Regions from separate parts of the Hordeum vulgare genome. Here region 1 is linked to region 2. A link is a contact called in public Hi-C data. All regions are on one chromosome and are shown on one strand. The core of a region is the stretch at or near the end of the contact, and the rest is flanking DNA. Distances in the headings are between cores, read along the strand shown.

What was found. Hi-C and Micro-C count contacts between places; a contact is called where the count stands out from the background.
Region 1: a Hi-C map of leaf shows a contact between it and region 2, with 3 times the contacts expected there. The contact joins the promoter of LOC123403479 here to the promoter of LOC123402068 in region 2. A contact is called at or near these places in 2 of 6 Hi-C or Micro-C datasets (both in leaf).

Annotation. Positions count from the first base shown.
Region 1 is chr6H:394,051,317-394,057,004 of MorexV3_pseudomolecules_assembly, forward strand. LOC123403479 (LIM domain-containing protein PLIM2b-like) reads right to left here and starts at 2,367. Exons shown (of 5, transcript XM_045097416.1): 1 at 2,097-2,367; 2 at 1,855-1,954; 3 at 1,758-1,783; 4 at 1,553-1,642; 5 at 890-1,408. The coding sequence starts at 2,231. The coding sequence ends at 1,145.
Region 2 is chr6H:393,658,334-393,664,294 of MorexV3_pseudomolecules_assembly, forward strand. It overlaps LOC123402068 (membrane steroid-binding protein 1-like), which reads right to left and starts at 2,289. Exons shown (of 2, transcript XM_045095930.1): 1 at 1,817-2,289; 2 at 175-1,030. The coding sequence starts at 2,148. The coding sequence ends at 511.

The DNA of each region.
Region 1 (5,688 bases), core at 1,117-3,616, 390 kb after region 2:
GGCTAAATATAGGTTTTCAAGAGCATTCATCGTGTAAAGTCCTTGATTTAAATAGATAAAAATTATATGTGTATTATCAATTTTACATTTTTATTATTTTAATCCAAAATTTGAATTATACCCTTTTAATCTTTAATAAAATTTGGGTGGGCCGATATGTTGGACAACTCGCAAATATAGGGGTTTAGCCCTTTAAAAACATGAGGGTTGAATTAATCCATATTTTCAGATTAAGATGAATGTAGAATGATGGTTATGAGATTATCATGATGCACACTGAATTTCTAATAAATGTGATGCTCTTGGGCTTTTACAATCGACCCCCATGAATGGAATCTGGCCCCGAGATTGAACTGTAGGAAAGAGGAAAAGGCTTGGGCTACTAATCCAACAAATATTCTCATTGCATGTACTCCCTCCGTTTTTAAATATAAGTCTTTTTAAAGGTTTTACAAGAAAACTACATACGAATGTATGTAGACATATTTTAGTATGTACATTGTAATCCTCCGATGAAATCTCTAAAAAGACTTACATTTAAGAACAGAGGGAATATATATGAATGGCGGCCATAAGAATGATGCACAACATTTTTTTTTTTTGCGGGGTAATGATGCACAACATTTTAACAGACCGTGGTATGCAAAAAAATGTATCCTCCAGAGATACATCTCGGATGTCATAAAGAAATACCGAAATGCAATCTACGAAAGGTAAAAGGAACTACACAAGTATGTGAAACATCATACACGAAAGGAAACTCGTGTCCAGGAATTTTTGGAATGTCAAATGTAGGCTAGAAGCCCTAGAATCCTCCAGATTTCCTTTAAAAATCCTTTGAGTCAAAGTGGCCCTTAAAGAAATGTCTTTGTCGCTTATGTTCTGAGAATTCAAAGAAAATATCCATTCAATGCATAGTAATATTTTTGGCTGTGCAAACCAATAGTTTCATGTCAGGTGACAAGTTTCCGAGAAATGATACAATTCCAGCTTGAACAAAAGCAAGCTTTGAGAGACCGTACAAAAACGGAAGCAGGGAAGGAAGTATTGCAAATTACTATCTGTCAATTGTGGAGGCTTTATATATATATATATATATATTTGGTTCTGTTTTTCCCCCTTTGCTTTGCTCCTAATCTTTGCTCTATGCTTCATCTTGTGGGGGCTCTGCTGCTGCAGCTGGCTCCGCCCCTGCCTCCGCTGCGGCGGCAGCCTCCTCGTTCTCTTTCTTTGTTTGTGCGGTCTTGATAAGATGGTTGTAGCTTCCCTTCTCCTTGAACAGCTGTGAGAAATGGATCTTGCAGTAGAGGATTCCGTTGAGCGCAGCGTACGAGGAGGTCGTCAGGATGCAGCCACCATGCGAGCACTTGAAGCAGCCCTTGTGGTAGCATTCTCCCTCCAAGGATAGCTGAACAGAAAAGTAAAGATTTGCAATAATGTGGTCATGATTTACCAAAAACTAATTGAGACCTTGCGTTTATATTTGGCAACTAGATCGATATCTGTGTTTTGCTCCACTATCGAAGTTAACACTACAACTTTCCCCTTATACCTTCTCCAATGGGTACACGGTTTTTTGACAGGCCGCACATTTATCCTGAGTTCCAGAGAAGGCAGATGACATCTTGCTTGGAGCTTTTGCCTGCAGGAGATTCTGAATTAGCGATGTAAATAATTTACCATTAACAGATGCGATGGGAATTGGCGAACAATTGCTGAGAAAGGGCATATGCGACGTTTGCATGCTGGAACTGTACCTCGCTCTTCTCCGCGGATTTGCCACCTGAGCAACGGAACAAAAGGTCAGAATATCCATTGGTTAGCAGTATTGCTAGGACTGCGGTTTCACATTACCTGGCGTAAATTTCTTTGAGAAGCTCCCCGTCTCCTTGAAGAGTTGTTCGAAATGGGTCTTGCAGTAGAGGACACCATCCATGGAAGAGTAGTTGCACATCTAGAGGCGGCCATGCAGAAAATGAAACGCCAAGATTCCCATTTTGCACAGACGTGGTATATATAATTCAGAAAAGCGAAACATATTTGCGGTTGGATTCGACAAAAAAATCTATAGCCGGGGCCAGGCGCGCAGAGCGTACCGAGAGGGTCCCCTTGCAGTGGCTGCACTTGAAGCATGTCTTGTGGTAGGAGACGCCGTCGGCGGTGAGGAGGTCGATGAAGTGGACGGTCTTGTCGCACGTCTTGCACTTGTCCTGCGTGCCGGTGAAAGACATGGTGATCCGCGCCGGTGATCGGCCGAGCAATGAGGACGCACGGGCTTCTTTTTATTCAGGCGCGTCTCCTCCGGCTGGTCGGCGATCGATAGGGCAAGGCGTTCCTTCAGAGGAACCAGCGTGGCATCTCGAGAACGAGATGGGGACAGCGATGGGCCACGCTTTAAAAAGGGCGGGGCATGGTGACCTTGGGAGCGAAGATAGGAGATGCATGGCCTCCAGACCGCACAGACCCCGTCAATCAAAAGGCATTGTCTAATTTTGGAAGTACAAGGGATGGCAATGTCCGAGAAGAAACCATCTGCTATCTCTCTCTCTCTCATGCTTGCTTGTCCTATTTTCATGGGCGTGTGGTGTCTGGATTAAGTGTCCAGGTCGTGTGAGCCACCAACATGACATGCCGAAACGGATATTAAGACTGAATTTTCTACTCCCGGATACACCTAAACTCGCATGAACAGTGCACCTAAAATTATACAAAACCAAATCGAAAAAATCTGAAATTTTGGGACACCAAACTAATCAAAAGTTTTAGATGCTTGCGAAATTTCATGACAAAATAACATTCGAGCAGAGCTCACAAAAAAAAAAAGACAGTCTTCAAAGTTTTGTTCACTTTTCAACATTGATTTTGTTTTTTTGCTGAGGGCTCTTGAAATGTTATTTGGTCACGAAATTTTACACAATGCCAAAACTTTTCATCTAGCTTGGTGTCAAAAATATTTAGATTTTTTCAAACTTGTTTTTTATGTTTTCCAAGTGCATTGTTCATGTAGGGTACGTACATCCAGAAGCAGCCACACCCTTGAGACTGGATTTTCTACTCCGGGATGCACCTACACCCGCATGAACAGTACACCTAAAAAATATACAAAACCAAATCGGAAAATTAAGGTTGCTATCGAAACAATCGTGCACGCATACGCCTAAATGAGGTTAATATTCCAACACTTTCTTGACTCTATGTGTTGAAATTAATCGTTCTGAAATTAATCTATACGTATGCTGCAATAGAGTAATATTCCAACACTTTCTTCCCTCGCCTCCGCAATGGCCCAAGATAGTGGGAGTGGTGACCGATAGTAATTACATCATGATCAGAAGTTGCGCAATGACCGACGATTGGCATCTTTTTTTTTAGATAATATGGTCTTTATTGATCAAGGGATGTCATTACAAAGTTCATCCCGAATCAAGCTCGGAATAACACCAACAGAAATATTACAAGATGATGGCTCGGCATTCCGAGCCAATTTATGTACGACCACATTAGAACTACGACGATGAAACTGAAACGTACAAGACTGAAAGTCCGACGCCATCGATCTGATATCCGCTATCACCGTTCCCAACGTGGAACGATCCATCCCAGGCGAAGAGATGCGCTGAATCAAGGAGAGTCAATCCGATGCCAGAATGATCCGATGAACACCCCTGCTGTGAGCTGTCAATAAACCCCGTCGAACAGCCATTGCTTCCGCCAACTCCGGAGTAGGGAAAATGGACATACCTTCGCTCACAGACATGATGAAAGACCCGGAATGATCTTGCAAGACCACACCACACCCCATACGACGAGTGTCAGGAAATAGAGCAGCGTCAACATTAACACAAACAAAGCCCATGGGAGGTAGAGGCCATCGTTGTGGAGGATCAACCGTCGGAAGGGGCTGGTTTGATGGGTTAGGCCACAGATGCTGCACAATCATCTGCACATATGCCAACACACGAGCCACCACGCGTGACACACTGAGTTGTGCCGCATTATTGCGACAATCATTCCGTGATTCCCAAATGTGACATGCAGTAACCGCAAGAACCGTGGCATGAAGCTTCGCCTCACGGTTGATGAACTCGAATATCCACTGCTTCATATTGTGCAAGTCCTTCCTGAGAAGATGAAGAGGGTATACCAACTTAACTCCATCCCATAGACGTCGTGCAAATGGGCAGAATAGAAACAGATGCTCAACCCGCTCAGTGTCACCACAGAAAATGCACCTATCATCCGCTGGAATATGACGATGAACCAACTGATGTCCTGTCGGTAAGCAACCATGGGCCATGCGCCAAAGAACTACCTTCATTTTGCCAGGCGCGACAATAGACCAGAGAGTTTTCTGATGCTTCTCCTCGGCCGAACCTGACCCCCTTCCAGCAGTTTGATATGTGGAGAAGAAACTTGGCGTCCGAGCCATATTATATGCAGAACGTACCGTGTACTGACCACAGCGATCATGCAGCCAAGAGATGAAATCAAGACAACCCCGCCGACTGATAGGAATCTGCAAAATAGCCTTAGCTAAATCTCCATGAAAAAACGCTCTGACGGTATCTTCCTCCCAAGCAGTTCCTTCATCATTCATAAGATATCGAACCCTAGTAGAATCAGGAATGGGAAACAGCGAGTGGAAAGAACCTTGACGGAAACCTGGGATCCAATTATCTCTCATAATAGAGACATTCTCTCCATTGCCAACATTCCATCTCATACCAATCTTAAGTAACTTTCGCCCAAATATAATAGAGCGCCAAGTAAAAGAAGATGATCTTGGTTTCCCCGCAGTCATGAAATCAGCATCCGGGTAATAGCGCCCCTTGAGAACACGAGCACACAAAGAAGTGGGATCAATAGCTAATTTCCAAGCTTGTTTCCCCAGCATCGCTTGGTTAAAGATCCCAAAATCCCGGAAGCCTAAACCACCAAGAGCTTTGGGTGAGGACAACCACTCCCAAGACTTCCAATGCATTTTCTTGCGTCCATCCTCGAATCCCCACCAATGATCCGCAATACTTCCAACCATCTTATCACATGTCGTAACAGGGACCTGAAAACAGCTCATGATATAATTGGGGATCGCTTGCACAACAGCTTTAAGCCATATCTCCTTTCCAGCTCGAGAAAGCGGCCTGCCCGTATTGCGCATAACACTCCGCCATACTCGATCAGTCAAAAAGTTGAAAGATGATGTAGAGGCCCGAGCCACAGCAGTGGGCATGCCGAGATAGAAATCCTGCATACCTTCGTTTGTGACCTCCAGTTGATGCATCACCTCAGCTTTGAGAGTAGGGGGACAGCTATGACCAAAGAAAATGGAAGACTTCTGAAGATTAACCTTCTGCCCAGAAGCTTGACAATAGGAATTGATGACCGATTTGAGAGCCTGCACTGTCCTATGATCACTTCGAGCAAAAAATATACTGTCATCAGCAAACAGTAGATGAGAAACAGAGGGGCCTTGTCGACCATTACGTATTCCTTGTAGCACACCAAGCCCCTCCTTCTGCTGCATCAAACAAGAAAGTCCTTCCGTACAGAGCACAAACAAATAAGGACTAATAGGATCCCCTTGACGAATTCCCCTCGAAGGAACCACCAGAGACGTCAGCTCTCCATTCACCCGGACTGCATATCATGCTGAGGTAACACACCGCATAACTGAATTAACCCAACCAT
Region 2 (5,961 bases), core at 1,039-3,538:
GGGCTATAATCCCATCAGCTAAGGCGCGACGTCTTTGCACGTTTATAGTCGGATTGTCAAAGTCTACTCCATCAAAAAGATACCCACAGTAGCCGCTTGCGGTTTATGTGATCATGTATCTTGGGATCGGCTTTCTAAGAGGGTCACTTCACCAACTTGTATCGTTCGACCGTGTATTTGAATCAGTTGTTGCTTTATATATAAAACGGGGCGACGCCTGTTTCGATGAGTGATAGCATTGCAGAGTAAGAGTTGAGAGGATGTGCTGTTTGGATCAGAAACAGGAAGAATCAGTCATCTTCCAAGGTCAAATTTCTACTTGCTTCTTAAACAGGCACAACTCTACGCGTCATTATCAGTAGGCACAACTCTACGCATTCTTCACCTCAATATCTGCTGTTTCCTCTAGTTTCTCGACTACTTCTGGATGGATGTTTGCATTGTTTTAATCAACACCTGATGCTCCCCTTGATTCTCCTGCACCTTCACGGTTTCTGCTACAGTTCACATCTACATCTGTGCTTGCTTTGCCTTCTCCCCAGCGTCTGCAGGCTCTTCTCCATCTCCAGTATTGCTCGTGTTCCTGAAATTTGCACTGGTCGTTTCCTCTGGCCTCTCCACTTCATGTTCATGCATGCTTTTGTGGTCACCTACATGGGCCACATCTGATGTTTCCCGTGGCTGCTCCATTGCAATTACATGACCTGTAGTTGTAGTTTCAGCTCTAGTTTCTTCCGGTACCAACTCATGGTTGCTCTGTATTGGGTTTGCGTTGAAGCCTCTTCCAGACATCTGAGCGTGCGCTGCACCATCTTCCTCTGAGACAGGAACGGTCTTCATTATTGTTCCAACCTTCACATACTTGCCCATGAATTTCTGCTCCCATTCTTGCAAGGTTTCGACCTCCAAAGGGTCTAAGCCTGAAACGTCACTGGTTAAATCACTCGGCTCAAATGACATCTTTGCCAATGCCCTACTCGCATCTCTGCCCGCAAACAACGCATATGGGCCGCCAAGTCCATAGAACATCCTGCAGAACTCAAAGAAGGCAGAAGTATGAACGAAGAATAAATATGTTGCATACATTGATTTACAATACAATGGTTAGTGCTGATAAAATTAAGATGTTTGAAACTTCAAAGTGATTAAGTTTGAATAGCACGAAATGTGGGATAAGTTAACACAATTAGCTATATAGGTGCAGATCATGAGAATAATTCCACAATGGGTATGTGATTATCATGCAAACAAAACAAAAATCTCATCATTGTGAAGAACCAGCCCACTTAGTTAACAAGGAAACACCATTTGTTTCTAGCTTCAGACAGTTCTATCTGATCAATCTATAATTGCCATGACAAAGTCAAAATGTTTCCATGTAAGGGTGTCTTCTCCTAGCAGGTTAATTATGTCCTTTTCTAATTGATCACCTCTAAAACTGTATGGTAGTCAAGTAGGCATGGAAGAGAATTATATGAAACGAGGTAAACAAAAGAAGGGGGGGGGGGGGGGATCTGGCATCCTTATATAATGATTAAACTCCATTCCAAAATCATGAGAATTTTCCTTCCATTTGACAAATTCTCCATTTTATTACTTCTCATGGCAATTTATTATCGATAATTTAAATGGTCCACCCCTAATTTCTTTTTGCTCTGATACATATCAAGATTATTACTCCCTACTCATTAAAATACTTTTCCTTTTGAATTTCTCAGGAAACGTAGATGTTCTTATTGGTAAGGAAGGAACGGAATAACTGAAAGAAATAGTCCTGAAATTCCATGGCTATATGAGAGAGAGAGAGATCATCTACCTGCTCTGCGTGACATCATAAATTTGCCCCTTGATGGCCATGAGGAGCGGCTTCTTGGGGTCTGACCCGTCATAAAGCCCCAGATCCTTCTCCGTCACCTCACCAAGCTGCACCGGTGGCGGCAGCGGCTCGAGCGTCCTCTCGTCCTCCGCCTCCCTCCTTCTCGGCGCCGGCGGTAACGGGGCTGGCCGCGCGAATGAGCTGGAGACGGCCATGTAAAGCCCGGCGATCACCGCAACCACCGTGATGAACGCCTCCGGCGGCAGTCCTGCGTACGCCGCGATGGCCGCCTTCGCTGCCTCCCACCACTCCCCCGCTGCAGCCATCGCCATGGACGATGAATGACACAGGAGATGGTATGAAACAACGTTGAGGTGGAAGGGGCCAGAGTGGAACTGAGGGACGCGCGAACTGTGCTCTTTTCTATGGATGGGGCCGGAGAAAATCGGGCGGTCGATTGAGAGTTGAGACGGAGCACTCGGCCCGAGGCTCTTATCAGAGGGAATCCATCTAGAAAGTTTAGAAAGGATCAAAAAGACCAGCCGGCTCTACGTGTTGATCTTGTCTTTTTTTCTTTTTCTTTTTCTTTTTTGCGAGGGTACGTGTTGTTCTTGTCATGCACAAGTGTTTTCTGATCCATGGTTTTGGTTGGGAATCCATGATAGCATCTGGCCAGTTTTTTCGTGGATGATCTTGTGCAGAAGGCGTACGATGTCACGAGATTTTATCTCTGTATATATCGGAGAAACCGTACAAATTTTCTTTTACAGCAGGCGTAAAGGTGTGAGCTAGCACATCTGCACGAGCAGAGATCACCCTTCTTTTTGGATGGAAGACCATCCTGGAGCATCGTTGAGATGACGTGCACAACATTCACTGACAGCGGATGGAGCAGCAACCTGCTCCTATCATCTTCTACCGTCCAACTGAAGCTAGAAAAAGATAGGTGGAAAGAAGCCTCTTCAGGTTCAGGGATGTGAGATGTAGGAAGCTGGAACGAAATAGGTGTAAAGTCACGTAGGTGGACTGTCTCGATTTGACATCAGAATTGTGCGATCCTGCTTTTATCAAAGTTTCATGGCAAAGTTCCATGTAAGCATCACGTTGTTGACGTTCCATAAGACGAAATTATCTTTACAGCCAATTGCACTCGTGCCTCTAACTCGAACCCATTATTCATAATTACCTTTAATTTTTTCTATGCTCAAATTTGCCCTGAAAAACATTTAAAACCGTTCAACCGTTACTTCAAAAATTCATATGAAATAAAAAAATGTAAATACGATATCTTTTTTTTAAGAAAAGGAGGATATCCCCCCGGCCTCTGCATCTAGACGATGCATACAACCATTTTCTTAATTATTCACAGAGACCATACAAAGTAATACATCAGTTAGCCTGAAGCCACCATCTAGACAACACATGTTGCTACTCATCCTTGATGAAGGTGTGCTGAATATCCGGGTCAAATACCAAACAGATATCGCACCAAATCCTAACATCTATAGTCTGATGCTCCAGCCTAGCCACCACTGAGACTGGATCCCAAACTGGTCCGGCGCAGAGGCCGCCTCCACCATCTACCACCGTACCCTCTCCAGAGCTAGAACAAACGCATCATCCTTGCGAGGTCTGCCGTCGACGCCACCACGGTGCCAGACAGCGCCACCATCCTGTACGTGTCCGCCTACACGTGCCTGTCGACGAACCACCGCAGCGCCATGCCGCCGGGCTACACCGTATGGCTCACGGTAGACCAAACACCGCTCCTCCTCTTGTCCCGTCCACCCAGCATGTACTGCAAAACGATGCCCTCGGGAGGGAAATGACGTCGAAGATGCCATCATCGTCCGACCGGTAGATCCAGATCTAAGGTTTCCCTCGGAGCATCACGAGTGTGGTGCCACGACCTACAACAACGATGCCATGGGCTGGTAACGACGTCCTAGACGCCGCCATCGTCCGCCATGACCGAGGTCGGAGCGGTTTTCACCGGAAGTCGCGACCCCCCGATCTCGTGGCTGAATGGAACCGAGGGAGGCACGTCATGTAGACGAAGACCGCCGTCGGCATGCCGACAGGGGCCTCGCCGCCCCACACCGATCCTCCTCACGCCACCGGCAGCAGAAGTCCAAGCCGTGACGGATCGGGCCAGGAAACGCCAGATCCACAGCCCTCGATGACCGCCCTTGCGCGCAGCCGCTGCCCTCGCCGGATGGAGCGCCTCCGTCGCCATCCAACCTGACCACGGCCGACCATGGGGCCACGAACGCCGCCGCACATCAGGTCCGCCGTCCTGACCGCCGCCCCCGTCTTCCCCGCGCGCGACGGCCTCTCCGCCTCGCTGGGGCTCCGCGGCACCACCCGCTCTGGCTCTAAGGCGCAGGGCCCGCCGCCACCGCGGCCCTTGCCGGCGGCAGCGGCGGCCGAGGAAGGAGGGAACCGCTCTGGCGGCTAGGGCTTCGGGGGGCCTAGCGTCGCCCGAGAGGAGGCGACGCCAATACATCTCCTGTCCATGCAAGTCATTTGCACTCATCACTTATCCATGTATTCTTTTGAATTCACCCTAACAGATTAGTAATGTTACTCCTCCGATCCAAATTAAATGACGCTACAATGCTAATTAATGGGGTTTGAAGGGAGTATTAATGCTAAAAAGATTGAAACTGTACTTTTGTCATGAATGCAAATGATACGCACATATAGGTAATGTTTGTCTAAACATACTGATATGTTATTTGCATTTTTCTTAGTTTATATTAGTTTGTTATGGATTTTTAAAGTAATGGTCAAACAATTTTTGACCAGATGAAAAGACATTCATGCGACCTAAAAAAAATTTTATGGGCAAATTTGAGCATGTCAAAAAAATAGGGGCAAATATCAATAGTGGGAAGGTTAGAGGAATGTAAATGCCCGTTATTTTTCTGTATTTTTATGGGGAAATCCATAAGATGAAACTTGACAAATCTATTGGTTGCATCTGCTGTTCAAATGCTCCTTCTAAACCTCATGCCTACTTGCTACATGTGTGAATTATCTGCCATTATCTTCCCATCAGCGCCTTTAAGCATCGGATATAGGCCATTTTGCCAACCGGAGCACACCTCCCTCCGCCCTGGGCCCGCGTCCCATTTACATATTTTTTTAATTTTATTATTAGCCTTCAAAAAATGGGTATGTGAGGTGATTCGAAGTTCACACTTCTTGTTTTAGTTCAAACCGCAGTAACCAAGTGGCACCGTACTCGTTCTGCCTATTTTACTTATTTCTTCTTCTTCAAATGTAACGCCAAATAACACAGTGGCTTTCCTGTTTTTTCTGTTTTGTTTGGCTGGTTTAGTTCTATTTCTTTCCTTTCGCTTTCTCTTTTTTTTCTCCATTTTCTTTTTTCCTTTTTCAATTTTGTTTTGCAAACCTTTAAAATCCATGAACTTTTCTCAAATCTGCAAACCTTTTCCAAATGCATGAATGTTTTTCAAATTGAAGAGCTCTTTTCAACGTTACAAACTTTTTTCCAAACCCATGATTTTTAAAAAAATTTGCAATTTTTTCAAATGAATGAACTTTTTTCAAATCCGTGGACTTGTTTTTTCAAAATTTGTGAACTTTTTTTAACTCCATGATTATTTTTTTCTAAATTATTATAGTATTTTATAAATTCATGTACTTTTTTCAAAAGCATGAAAAGTTTTCTAAAATTCATGAACTTTTTGAATTTCGAAAAAAGGAATTAAATCGGTGAAAATTCACAAACATTTCTGTTTTTCATATTTTTCTGTCAACTAGTCAATCGTCGAGCAGTTAATCATGACCGAGCGAACCAAGGTGTCCTGGTGTGCGCGACCATGTCGTATGATGTTGGACCGGCCCAGAGAACGTGGGCGCGTGGCCGTTCGTTCTCCTAGTTGGTGCTTAATGCGTCAACTAAGAGGTCTCGTTATTCCATTATTTTAGAGTCCTTTGATGGTACACATATCATTTTGGGGCCATTATTTTCATGATCAAATAGCCCACGTACAAATGTGCTACACTGGAATTCATTTAGTATATTATAAGGAGTCAGAGGCCTTTTTGTCAATTCACTATTATAAATATTTGATCAAGAACACATGTATATGTGAGATGGGAAGTTATGGTTCGTT